2 separate regions of the Gossypium hirsutum genome follow, and region 1 is linked to region 2. A link is a contact called in public Hi-C data. All regions are on one chromosome and are shown on one strand. Each heading gives the region's core, a stretch centred on a gene start, on an enhancer-like site or on the middle of the called end of the contact. The rest is flanking DNA. Distances are from core to core; before and after follow the strand shown.

Region 1 (7,363 bases), core at 2,457-4,956, 190 kb after region 2:
ATCAGCCCATTATACAAGGCAAAAGGAAAGAGCCAATCACAATGTAAAACTAAGAAAGCTATCACATGAAAAGACCTAGAGAGATTTCAAATACTCATTCCTTCATTGGACCTAATGACTGACTTCTAAGCTTAAGGAAGAAATTTACACTTACCAACTGAAAACTATTTATTAAGCCAAGTGGTGAGGAAAGATAGATGCTGGATGATGATAATATAACAATGTAATCTACAAAACCCTAACAACTGCTTGCTTAGTTGAGTAATCTATCATTAATCTTGATAGGTAGAATTAAAAGCAAACAATTGAGTAGAGCCCTGATTTCAATGCCTAGTTTGTCAAACTGAAGTTGCTCTATAATTGTGGGTCACAAAACAGTAAACTACTATCAAATAAATTTGTGTGAAATTCATATTTCAAAATAGAGAGCAAATCAGCACTTTCTACTTTTACAAAACTTTGAATTCGATACTTAAATAATATTGATGAAATTTTTTATCGCTTGATCCATCACTATCCAAATTAACTATGATTTTCAGAACAAATTATCATTCAGCTACCACCATCAATTTATGCACCATAGCTGAATAAAAAAGACAGAAAACAAAGAGGACAATGCTAATATTAGTCTGATAAAAAAGTTAAGGTACTAAATCTTCTTCAGAATAGTTTCCATATGTATATACACATCATGGATTGGAAAGAAAAGAAACAAGATCATCTGCCTCATATTCCATAGGGAAAGTATAGAATCCAAAACGATAGTTCAGCTTAATTCCTCATCATTCTAAGGGCAAGTGTTTGAAGCTCACCCAAATCACTATTATTATTTAATCTCTTCTTATGGTAACCCTGGAAACAAAACTCCTCATGTCTGCTTTGTATTTCTTGCAGGTTCACGCTATCACCACTGTTGAGCTCAACAGACTCAAGTGAGCTTTGTGGGGAGATTGGATTCATATAGCTTGGAACAGTGCCAGAAAGGTTTCCTTGCCATTGATTCTCTACTATCTTATGAGATGAATTCATATCATTTTGAGCTAGTTGGGCTTTGATTTGCATTAGTTGAGATTGCAGGCATGCAACCTACGAGAAACCACGAACAGATGTAATATGCAACAAAGATTAGAAAGTGTTCAAATTATAGCATGGAAAATTGAGAAAAAATGGAAAGGGCATAGGAACCTGTTGTTGTAAGGCGAATATATGAGCAACGCAACCATAAACGGGATCCCTAATTCTGGCTTCAGCTTCATAAGCAATGGTGACGACCGCCTCACAACGATCATGAGCTGGGATATGCAACAATAATTTGGATACATTGCTTGCCCCAAACACTTTATGAATGGCTGCAAATCTTGCAGGGCCTTGTTCTGAGCAAAAGTAAGGAGCAAAAATACAGTCAGAGGCGCATTTTCGTCTCAGAAACTTGCATGCACCACAAGGGGAGCCTGTTCCAGTGGTACTACTGCTTGATGATGCCATGGCAGAGATAAAAAAAGTGCTTTAAGAGAGAATTATAGCACCAGAGCAGGAATTAGGGAGAAATAATAATTCATAAAATTAAAGAATTACAAAGCACACGAGCATACTAGGAAATGGTGCTAAAAAAAATGGGGTTTGAGGGTTGGGGAGAGGATGGTTGGCTGGTTGGCTAGGCCAGAGTGGGGCTGTTGGGAGGGTCCTAAATTGCACAACAAAAAGGGGTAGGCTTGTAAGAAGTGTGAATGGGGGGGACATTGAAGGGCCTTTATGTAGGGTTCTAAGGGAGCATTTAATAATGGTTTCTGCAATATGGGGATTGTTTTTTTAATGGCTATATACCAAATTACTAAATGATTTAGACCTGGTTTATGTTATTTGAATTATTTTATTACTTCAAGTTTGATTTTTGTGGTGGTTTCGGGTTTTCTTTAAAGAAAATTTAATTTCCTTTTTCCGCCGTTCGCCGCACCTTGAAACTGCTGCTGTTTGTCTCTTTGTGGGCTCTGCCCCGACTACCACCTGCCGTTAAAAGCCTACCGACAACCACTTAGGTGAATTACGACATTTTTTAGTGCATTTGGTTTGTTTTGTTGTGTTAAGTATGAAAAAAAGGAAAAACCTTCTAGAACACCAGTGAGACTCGAATAAATGTCTGAATTAAGAAAACCTACTCATGACAAAATAATCTTACATATTAACCAAATTCTTATTCACATTGAGTTTGAATTTTGATATAATTTTGTCGATCGAAAATTATTTTAGGTTTAATCTTATATTAAGTAAGAAATTTTGGAAAATAAAAACTTTTTTGGGTAAATTATAAGTAATTGTCTCGTCTTAATCTTTAGAATTATTAGAAATATTTGTACAAGAAATGGGTTTTGTAGGAATATTGTAAGAAAGAGTTAGATGAAATGGAAGCATTTCATCCGACCGAACCATGTGTGACATAAGGACATGTACCCTTAAATAACATTAGAAGGCATTTATGCTACCACTTATCAACTCTCAACGGATATCACGTCCTAACTATATATGGAGACTGATAGTTTTGGTAGCTACAGCTAGCCCTCGCGTGTATAAAGTTGAAGGAGAGAGAGATTAAGAAAGAGATCGAGAAAGGTGTAAATGAAAAGCAGAAAGCGACAAGATAGTTAAGCTAGTTGGGAAGTGAGGGTGAGTGTGAGGGTGGCCATAATTGTTCCTTCAAAAGTCCAAGCGCATGTTTAACAAAGTAACAACCAATGATTCAAATACGAATTAAGCTGCCCCGTGCAATGGGCAAAGGGGAAAAGAAAGTAGCTTAACATGATGAATTTGGAGGCAGATTCACTTCATTTCCTTTATTGTCTCCTCATTGTCGGAAACCTCTCTTTGATTCAATGTTTCTTGTCCCCAGTGCACGTTCACTCCTCTCCCTTTGTACCCAAAGTTAATACCATCTTAGCTTCTCTACACCCTTTTAGTTCATATTACTTTCTTTTCTTTTTATAGGCTTAAATGTTAGATAGTGAAAATACATATATCTTTCTTGCCTTGCGAACCTGATTTATCTCCTTAATCTAGAAGAACAGGTAATCAATTGTATATTATGCAAACTTCCAATAATTTCACAAAGGACTACAGTACAGCTAAAATAATTACCAATTACTATCACTATCCACAAGAGTAAAATGCTTCAAATTTTTTTCTTCACATATCTGCTTAAGTCATGATGATCTTATTAGTTCTTTTATTATTTATTTTGTAATCCTCAAAACCAATGTGTATATATAATAATGTAGCAATCAATACCAATTCATCAGCAAACCTGGAACTATATGAATGGATCCAACCAAAAGGCAAAACGGAGAACAGCTGCAACTAACCAGAGCGAAAGTGGCGTGGCGCATTGTACCTATGCAAAGAATACGACTCACCAATGAAGAAGAAAAAATGGGATGAAAAGCATAAATGGGTTAAAGTTTCGTCACTCCCTAACGGAGGACAATGGCAGTTTGCAGCAAAAAGGAAAAAGAAAGAAAGAGTAAATTTTGAATGTCATAGTTGTGACTTCATATATTGCAGGCAACCGTGTAACGCGGCAGGCATATAGAAATTGATAATGGGGAAATTAAAATGGTAGGCACTCAACATCACTAGCATTTATAGTTGGAAGTATAAGTTGCAGCGTCAACCAAGCACATGGCTCACATGCATGCATAACTAGCTATTTCTATGTCAGGAGGGAATTAGGAGTGATAAGCATTTATAGCTTGAGATACCCTTTGGTTATCTCCGCCAGACAACCTTCAACTCTTGGGTTGGATGTTTATGGTTAGTGCTACAATCATGTGTGGAGAATTCTGGCCTCAAGTAACAAAAGCCGCATGAAATATGGCTTAAACAATTAACCCATATCCTTGAAACTCAATCCTTAAAAAAATTATACGAAATAATGATTCCACGTCATTCCTATTACTTTCCAATAGTTCAATCAACTTTTTTTTGATATAATTTTAACAACCTTTATATATTTCTTTTCTTTTTTTAAAAACTTCTTATTTGGGGTATGTTTAAGTAACATCTAATATAATTTTGATAACCTTAGTAAAATTTTTAAAAGAAATTTTAGTAACTTCTGATAAAACTTCGTTAACCATTGATATTTCACAACATTAACGATAAGTTGGATATCCTATAAGTCTACAACATGATTTTAGTAAGTTAAAATATTATACCAAAAAAATTATAATATAATTTTAATAAGGTAAAATGATATATTTGGATCTTCAACTTTATAAAAGAAATTATTTTTATCATTCATTTAATTTTTCGTCCTTTTTAATCATTAAACTTGCATTGTTTGTCAAATCATTCTAAAATAGATGAAAAAGTTAACGTATGTTGTTCTTGCTAACTTGGTAGTCCACGTGTATGCCATGTCAGCAATTAATTATTTTTTAAAAAATAAAATATTTTTTTTATAATTTCTATACTTTTTAAATATATTTTTATTTTTTAAAATTTAAAAAATAATTAATTGCTGGCATGACAGTCCACATATATGCCACGTTTAAAAAGAATTAAAAGAGATGAGAAATTAAATGTAAGACTAAAATGACATTTTTTGTAAAGTTGGAGGGCCAAATCAATATGCCTTTCAGTAATTTCCATAATAATTTTCTCTACCTCAAATATTATTTATACTAGATTAAGACACTTATTTATATTTATAAAAGATTATGTAACTCAAAATTTTAGGGGTTTTGGTGTGCTAGGTTCAAGTCTTACTATGTGTTTTTTTCCTAAATTTCGAACAAGCCAACCTCAAGAGTAGCTGACACATAAGAGAGGGAGACAAAATTGGATTTTATATAGGGGTGAAGCAAAAAAAAAAATAAAGAGAGGGAGACAAAATTGGATTTTAAATTTTTGTGAGGTTAAAATATATTTTTATCTTATATTAACTTATGAATTTATCACTTTTGAAAGGACTAAATAGAAATTTTTTCATTTTTTAGATGTCAAAAGTAAATTTTTATTATATAATAACTTTATTAGGGTACTAAAAAATAATTTTTCCATTTGAGGGTGCCAACACTTGCACTCCTTTAAATTCACCCCTAACCCCATCGCCTTACCCAGGGGGAAGGGTAATTTAATGATTGGAATCATTGCCCAATCCTCATTCCTCTATAAATATCGATCACCAAGGTAGCGAAACAGTAAACAACCTTACACTATAGAAACTGTTTTTCATAATCTCTTTAAGGATGAAAGTGATAATTAAATGCAACTTTGAGGGTAAATCATCCATTAACCCTTTCTATAAGAAACAAATGCCATTATAGGTTGAGTATTCTATTGTTGGATTTTTGTAGAAAACCTACAACCTTTCCTTGGGTTGGAAATTGGGAACAACCTTACTGTTGGGCTTGTATTGGCCCATTTGACTTTGCTGTTCTTATAAGATGCGGACTCAAAATCACATGATACAAATTTCAGACCCTTAATTGCGGCCATTAACTTTGTTGGGAGGATATTAGTTTTCAATTTCAAAGCATACCTTCCGCAAGGATTACTGCCTCTAAAATGTTTCCAGTTTCAACGCCTACAACCCACTGACGCTGTGCCTTTAACTTGATCATTTATACTTGGTTACTAATTCCTACTCCATGCACAGACGATCAGATATTGTTTATGAAATCCTCAATTCTATTGAAGTTGCAATGAAGAAAGTTACAGACTGATTGTTACTGAACATTCTCCAACAATATGCACCAAAATATTGTACTTAGCTACTGTATCATATATTCTGAAGTTGTCTGTATTAAAATTAAGTGACCTAAATCCTTATTTAAATAAAATACAGTGGTAAAATAAAATCCCTATAGAACTACACTTCTTTTATTTTATTTTAGAATAAGGTTTTTAAACCTTATTAAACTCTATCTATTTGATATTGTTTAGAATAAGGTGTTTCAATCTTACTACACTTCTATTAGAATACGGTTTTACAGGCCTATAAATAGACATAGCCTATTCCTCTTTTAATTAATCGAATTTGACATAGTGAATTTTTTTCTCCTCTGCCTGTGACTTTTTTCCCGAAAGGGTTTTCACGTAAAAATTTGTGTTCTTTTTTTCCTTTGCGATATATTGTCATTACTGACGTTCTGTTTTTACAAATTGGTATCAGAGTTTCCAGGTTATTCATTTCAATCACGGTAATGGCGTCTTTAAAGTATAAAATTCAGCTGTTGGATCGCAACACTAGATTCGTGTTGTGGCAGATAAAGATGCAGACAGTTCTTACATAAATGGACTTAGAGGAAGCCCTGCTAGGGGTAGATAAGATGCCTTCGACATTGACAGAGGAAGAGAAGAAGCGCAAGGATCGAAAGGCGTTAACACAGTTACATCTGCATTTGTCTAACGAAATTTTGTAGGATGTGATGGAAGAGAAGACCACCACTGGATTATGGAAGAGGCTGGAACAAATATGTATGTCGAAAACTCTAACCAACAAGTTGCGTATAAAGCAGCGTCTTTATGCTTATCGTTTGGAGGAAGGTGCATTTGTGCACGAACACTTAACAGTGTTTAAAGAAATTCTCCCAAACTTAGAGGCCATTGAGGTTCAGTATGATAAGGAAGATCTAGGGTTGATTCTACTTTGTTCATTGCCCTCGTCTTATTCAACCTTTAGAGACACGATTTTATATAACCGCGAGTCTCTCACAGTTGATGAGGTTTATGATTCTTTGACCTCGTATGATAATATGAAGCATCTTGTAGTTAAAACTGACTCTCAGGGAGAGGGTCTCATTGTTCGTCGGAGACAAGATCGGAATGTTAATCGTGGAAGGATACAAAAATGGAATTCTCGTGGTAAATCTAAGGGTAGATCGAAGTTTTCAAACAGAGGTAAAACGTGTAACTTCTGCAACAAGAAAGGACACATTAAATTTGAGTGTTATAAGCTATAGGATAAGATCAAAAGGGAGGCTGCGAATCAAAAGGAAAAATAACTAAAAAATTTCGATAAAGCTGATGTTGTAGAAGACTACAGCGATGGTGAACTTCTAATCGCTTTGTCAACAATTATAAAGTGACCTAGAAGTGGATCCTTGATTCGAGTTGCACCTTCCACATGAGTCCCAATCGGGATTAGTTTACAACTTACGAAATAGTGTCTAAAAATGTTGTTTTGATGAGAAATAATGCTTCGTGTAAAATCGCAAGTGTTGGAATAATTAAAGTTAAGATGTTTGATGGAGTTTTCAGAACACTTAGTGACGTACGACATGTTCTAGAATTAAAGAGAAATTTAATTTCGTTGAGTACTCTTGATTCAAAGGGTACAAGTGCATAGCTGAAAGTGGGGTTTTGAAGA
Region 2 (7,002 bases), core at 1,710-4,209:
ATTACGAGTGTAATCTTAAATTTAAAAACCAATTTTCCCTTTATTATTATTATTTTAATTAATTTAGATTTTTTTTACTTAAATAAAGTTTAAAACTAATTAAAAACAAAAAAAATCTTAATAGTGAACCAATAGATGTTATACATTATAATTATAATTATTATATTTTATATAATAATTTATTTATTAATATATTGATTATGGTTATAATTATAATTATGGTTGGTGTTGCAATTACTTTTCATAAATTATTATAATTATGATTAAAATTTATTTCAACATCATATATTTACTTATATTAATATATAAATAATAATAATTGTAATAAATTTTTTTATAATTTTATGAAAATTGAGACTAAAAAATATTAAAGGAACTAATATTATTAAAAAAAATTATAACATTGACAATGGAGTAAAATGTGTTTGTTTCTAAGTAATTTTAGATTTTGTCAACTAAATTTTTGAATTTTTAATTCCAGCCAAAAGAACTAAATAAAGTAAGTTCACATTCCACTCATAATCTTATAATCTATAATCTTATTACGAAACATAATATAAGATTCAGCAAACTAAACATATACCTGATGTTACATTAAGCGATAGATTTGTCTATTGAGGCTACACTTTTTGGAAACATTGCCAACTCATTCCAGAATCATTTATCTTTTGCTAATTAAGAAAGCAATTCCAATTCTTTTTGTTTTTTACTTGAAAAAGAAAAAGGAAAAAGAAGATTAAGAGGAAGAAGATAAAAAGTTGAACAGATTACTATTACTAATAGTTAGACCATAAAGTCATTCCTAACTTACAACCTTCAAGAATTCATGGTACAGTGGCAGAGTGAAAAATTTTTTTGGGCGGAATTAAATTATATATTTTCACGATAGTAAAAATATAATTTTATTATTTTAATTGACTATATTTTTATAATTTTTAAAAAATTAAATTAAATTTTTATTATTTTAGGGAGACAAAATGTAATATTATCATTATTAATTTAAAATTTTATAAATTATAAAGAGTTTAAATGAAAATTTTTTCATTTTAAGGATCCTTTCTACCCTTGGCTCCACCTGTATATGGTACCAACTCAACTAATTCTCAATCACATATAATCAATAAAAAAACTTAATTTGATTAAGTTCATAAGCCACAGCTTTAGCATCGGAATTTTCCCCATTAATAAGCTTAATTGCTTTTTTTATTTTGCTTAATCTTAAACCAAATCCCAATTAGCTTCTCCAGGTTGTCTCCACCTGTCATTAACTTTATTTCTTCTCTATAAACTTTAATCCATCCACACTCCAGTCAACATAAATTAAAATAATTATTAAAAACTTTAATGCCATACACACATATATTGATTGAAAGAATGCAATCGATTTATAATATAAAATATAAATTCACATGTAAAAAAAAAAAGTAAAATAGAAGTTGGAAATGATTTAATTATGATTTATAAATTTATTATTATAATATTTGAATTGATAAGTTAATATATTTTAATTTTATTTAATAATTTAAATAAAAAATATTATTTTATATTAATTATTATAATTAAAAATACAATATTTAAAATTTAATTAAATAGTAAATATTAATACAACATTAATCATGTTAATTATATTTAGATTTATTGCACTATTTTCATTGTTATTAAATATTTCGTATTTCTATACATATATATATATTTACTAAATTGTCAAATATATATATCATCAGTTGTTCTCATATTTGAATTCCAGATTAAATGTGAATTGTATGATTAGATAACAACAACATTTTTTTTTCGTTACTTCAATTGTAAGACTTGATAACAATGCAAAATTCTCTTTTTTTTCTTTTCTTTATATGTTGTCTGGATCTTTTAAGTCCGGTCATTCTTTGAAAACACTAGTGAATGATTGTTTAATCTTTATACCTGAAAATTGAGTGTTAATTGTTCGTTACATTCTTCTGAGAAAATCACCTTTCTAATTTAACTTGGACAGTAGACAGTAGCTATTACTGATGCTAATGTGTATTTATCCAATCCGCTTATTGCTCTTGCACGAGGATTCCGGGGACGTGATAGTATGGGTCTGTAGTTTTTTTTCCCTTTTATCTGTTGTACAAAAAAGAAAGTGTGTAGTTGACGAGAATGAGGATTCATGGCCTAACTGTTAAGCTAACCTAGATATTATTGATCCCTATTTTATGGTTTGGACTTTGAACTTTCTAATCAAGTTACTTTTTATATGTATATTGGGAATTATACTTTAAATATTAAATTAAATAAAACAAAAGAATTAATGTAGTAACTTCTGGAAAAAAGAAAAAAGAAAAAAGAAAAAAGAAAAAATGCTTTTGGCTTCTCTTTCTGAATCATCATCATCAAACATTTCCGTGGCTACTGACATAAAATGTTGGGAATCGAAATTGATGTTTGAACGTCTAGAGCAAGTCATAACTCACATGACACTTAACATCTTAAAAAACCCATTAATATATAATAAATGAAGCTTTGATAGGGACTTAATTCATGGTTAATTTTGGAAATATTCTCATCAAATTATATCTAACCATGGTCCCATTCATGACTATAGGCTGCTTTTGAGACATTAAATTCTTTCAAAAAAAGGTCTCGGCAAGGACGAAGGAACGTCCGAGGTAATGCCGGAGCGAATAATGGAGCGATTAACAGAGCGAAATCTCGCAAGGAGTTGAGAAGCTCTCGATTTAAGGTGTCAAAGAAGGTGGGAGAGACGAGCGATAATCACGCTGTCTCTGTTGGAGGTTTTCTATCGGTAAGGGGGCTGAAATATACCCTAGGAAAGTTGATGGTTTTAATACTGGGGTTGGGGATAAATCTTTGAAGGGTTTGGGTTCAATTTCTATTCCAGGCTTTAAGCCTAGTTCGGGTATTGGATCTTCTAAGAAGGTTGCTACGGTAGCCAAGGAAATGGATGACATGAGTCGTCCGATTGTTGGGCTTCCGGTAGAGCCTGCTACGCTGAATTCTTCGGGCCAGGCTGTTAATGGGAGGCCTAGAAAAGCTATGGAAAAAAGGCCTATGTTGGACAGTGTTATTACACAGAATATGAGTGAGGAATTAAATATTGGCAATTTTATTTCTAATTCTAATTCAAACGTTGGTGTTGCAGGATCGTTACATCATTTATCTTCTGGTGAGGACGTGGTCTTGGGCGATGTAGTTCGTCAAGGTTTATCCACTGAGGTTTGAGGGGATTTAAATGCTGGGAATTTTGACAATATTAAAGCTCATTTTAATCCTGCTTTCGAAGGTTCTGGGGGTACTCTTGTTCTCATTTCTGATGGTGTTTTGGATCTCGGGAAACATTCAGCAATAAGTTTCAAAGACTTATTTCACAAAAAAGAAAAAAATAGTTCGGTTAACCTTTCCCGTGGAAAATTAGGTGAAGGAATTTCTGTTTCCAAAGAGAGGCATAGAGGTAAAGATTTAATTGGGCGAAGTAGTCGAAAAGCTTCCAATACGTTGCGTGGTAGGAAGAGTCGTTTCAAAGCTTTCGGGAATTCCAGAGTACCATTACTCGAATCTATAGAAGAAATGGCTAAATTCATTTCAAATCCAAATATTGGCAATGATCTAATTTTTGGATCGGAAGGTATAGATTTGATCACGGATGGGGATACTGTCTCTCGACAGTAAATGATACGATTTCTAATTTTTGCTGTTTATTATGAATTTTACTATTTTTTTTGGAATTGTCAAGGTTGTGCCAATGATAATTTTCCTCATATTTTTCAGGAATATAATCAGGAACATAGTCCTGATATTATTAGTTTGCTTGAGACAAGAGTTAGTAGGTCTAAAGTGCGGGTAATATTATTGCAAAATTGGGGTTCCTTAATTCTCATCACGTTGAAGTGATTGGTTTCTCGGGGGGCATTTGGATTGGCTGGAAGAATTCTGTTTGTCTTGAGATAATTTATAATCATTCTTAGTTTATTATGGCTCAGGTTCGATCTACGTCTTCCCTAATTTCAGTCTTTATCTCGTTTGTATATGGGAGTCTGAATAAGCAGAAACGTAAGGATCTGTGGGATATTTTGAAATGTTCGATTTCTATGGGAAATTACCTGTGTGTCGTAATTGGTGATTTCAACGCTATTCTTTGTCCTCTGAGAAATCAGGTGGTATGTCTAAAGATAGGCATTTGGTGACTTCATAGATAAGGAGAGCTTCATGATTTAGGTTTCAGAGGCCCCCATTTACTTGGCACAGGGGTTTGCTTTTTAAGAGGCTTGATCGGGCTTTGGGAAATGAAGCTTGGGTTCAGCTATTCCCAAATAGTTTGGTCACTCATCTCCCTAAAATTAAGTCAGACCATAAGCCTCTTCTCCTTTCTTTAAACTTGGAGGCTAATCTTCCTAAAGGCAGGCCTTTTCGTTATTTGGTTGGATGGGTTGAACACCCTGATTTTGGAAAATTTATAGGAGATAATTGGGGTTTCTCTGGTGATATGTCTGATACCTTAAGTATGTTCTCTTGTGATCTTAAGAATTGGAATAAGTCAGTTTATGGTCATATTACTTCTCGTAAAAAGGTTTCTTGTTAAGGAGCTCATTAAAATTCAGAAAATTATGGATTTCTCAGGTTCTAATCGTTTAGCTCAGGTGGAGTTAAAGATTCTGCAGGAGTTGGAGAATGTTCTTCGTCATGAAGAACTTCTTTAGAAACAGAAAGTCCGCTATGTTTGGCTTTATCTTGGAGATTATAATACTAAGTTCTTTCATGCTTATACGTTGCGTCAAAGGAAGAATAGCTGTATTACTATGATCAGCAATGATTGTGGGGACTGGTGATGGTCGTGAAACTAACTATAAATTCGACTAAGGCAAGCGCACGTATCGAATAGTAGTATAGTTCTGGTGAGACCGGAAATATCGTATCCACGAGGACTAAAAGTACTAGTAATTACTATCTTTTTATTATCTAGCCTAAGAATTAAAGTATGTTTTTAAACTGAAACTAATTATCTAATTAACTAAGATTATGACAAAGATGAAAGTTTGGAAAATACTTTAGGAAAAACCAATGGAGAAGACAATACCCAATGAAGAATCCACCTAGACTTCACTTATTACTTTTGAATTAGACAATTTATTCACTTAACTTAATCCATAGAAATCCCTAATTTATGTTAATATTTCTCTCGAGACTAAGAACAACTGACTCTAGGTTGATTAATTAAAACCTCTTTCTAATTAAAACCCCTATTGTTGCATTAACTTGATCTATGGATTCCCTTATTAGATTTGACTCTAATCCGGCAGATTTATGTCATCCTATCTCTAGGATTGCATTCAACTCCGCTTAATTATGAATGATCTACTCTTAAACAGGGACTTTTGCTCCATTGAATAAGCACATCAAAACCTGAATTAATACCCTGGAATATTAAAACAAGAATTTAGAACTCACAATTTAGAATAAGAATAAGTCTTTATCATACAATTCAAATAGTAATAAGATTCATCATAGATTTCATCTCCCTTAGGTATTTAGGGAGTTTAGTCCATACTAATGGAAAACATCTCAAAGTATGGAAAACAACAAAACATAAAGAAAACCCCAAAGAACTCTAGGAATTTGGATGCAAATCTTCAGTCTTGATGTAGATCCTTGCTTCCGAAATGATTTTGATGGCTGTCCTTAGGTATTTTCTGCTTCCAACTCTGTGTCTCTCCCTCCAATCCTCTTCTAGGGTCTTTATATAGACTTTTAAATGCCCAAATTATCCCAAAATAAGCCTTTTTCGAGTAGAACTAGACTTGGGCTCGACAGGGACACGGCCGTGTGCAATTCTGACTTGGATTAATGTCGACACGGCCAGGACACACGGGCTTGTGGTCTACCCGTGTGTCATACACGGGCGTGTGGATCACTCGTGTGGAAGTGCTTAGGCTGTGTGAAACACTGATTTAGGCCCAAATTTGTCCGTTTTTGGCCCGTTTCTCACTCTTTTGGTTATCCTAAGCTTTCCTAAGTATAAAACATGAATTTAAAGGATTAGGAGCATCGAATTCAATAAAACCAAGAAAAAATCATCCAAAAATAAGCCAAGTATGGGGCAAAAATATGTATATATTATGGTTTATCAAATATCCCCACACTTAAGCATTTGCTTGTCCTCAAGCAAAATCTTTGACTCACAATTAAAATAAATCATTCTCAACTGATAATTCTCATCAATAATGTTTGAAATAATCCATAAGAAATCATACATTAAAAGCTTAACTATAAGAACATCAAAGTTTCAAACAATGCAAATTGAGCATTTTAATCATAAAATCATAGGCATCCCTCCTTTATCTAAATAGTTATCTTTAATTCCAAAATGACAAGGGTTGACATCCTCTCTAAAGGTTCATTCAAATCACTCAAAGTGTTTAAGGTTTAACAATTAAGCACTCAAAAGTCAAACATGAAAATTTATTACCATAAGCTTGCATGAAAATCAAATCTCCACCACTATAAATGAGATGATACACAAATCAAAAGGTCTTTAGCAGGGTTGTAATGGGGCTTGAGTTAAAGGTGTTGGATAAAGGCTGAAAAATAGGGTTAAAATCAAGATTAATTTCAATAGATTACCCAACTAAGAAGAATGAAGTTAAATGCTGAATTACAAGAAAATGCTAGAATTCGAACTATCTAAAGCAAATGATGTGAGCTTTTTCTCAATATAACAACTTTAACTTATCCAAGCTTTTTAGAACAATAAGTAACTGAATGAATAAATATACTATTTTTTTTAAAGAATAAGAATATATAATGGAGAATACATCATAAGGATAAATTCAGCAACTAGAATGAACGAACATAATTAGATAACTAATCAAATTAAATCTCGACTAAAAAGGGAGTCAATAAAAGGGAGAAATTTTTAACGAATAAAAAAGGGTTAATTTATGGGTTACTATTAAGGGAAAAATAAAGAAATAATAATTAAGGCTCAAAGGGGTTTACTAGTGG

The links. A called contact is a pair of places that touch in the nucleus more often than the background predicts.
Region 1: a Hi-C map of leaf shows a contact between it and region 2, with 2.5 times the contacts expected there. The contact joins the promoter of LOC107894614 here to the enhancer-like site in region 2. A contact is called at or near these places in 7 of 34 Hi-C or Micro-C datasets (callus, hypocotyl, leaf and 1 more).

The regions. Positions count from the first base shown.
Region 1 is chrA08:9,847,214-9,854,576 of Gossypium_hirsutum_v2.1, forward strand. It overlaps LOC107894614 (LOB domain-containing protein 16), which reads right to left and starts at 3,707. Exons shown (of 2, transcript XM_016819899.2): 1 at 1,186-3,707; 2 at 600-1,086. The coding sequence starts at 1,485. The coding sequence ends at 772.
Region 2 is chrA08:9,662,167-9,669,168 of Gossypium_hirsutum_v2.1, forward strand. No RefSeq gene overlaps it. Among protein-coding and RNA genes, the nearest start is that of LOC121205740, 15 kb to the right of the region's middle. Within about 2 kb of position 2,960, at least 7 of the 9 cell types and tissues checked have an H3K27ac peak or open chromatin away from gene starts, as enhancers often do. A contact at or near this core is called in hypocotyl and leaf, where this site is marked.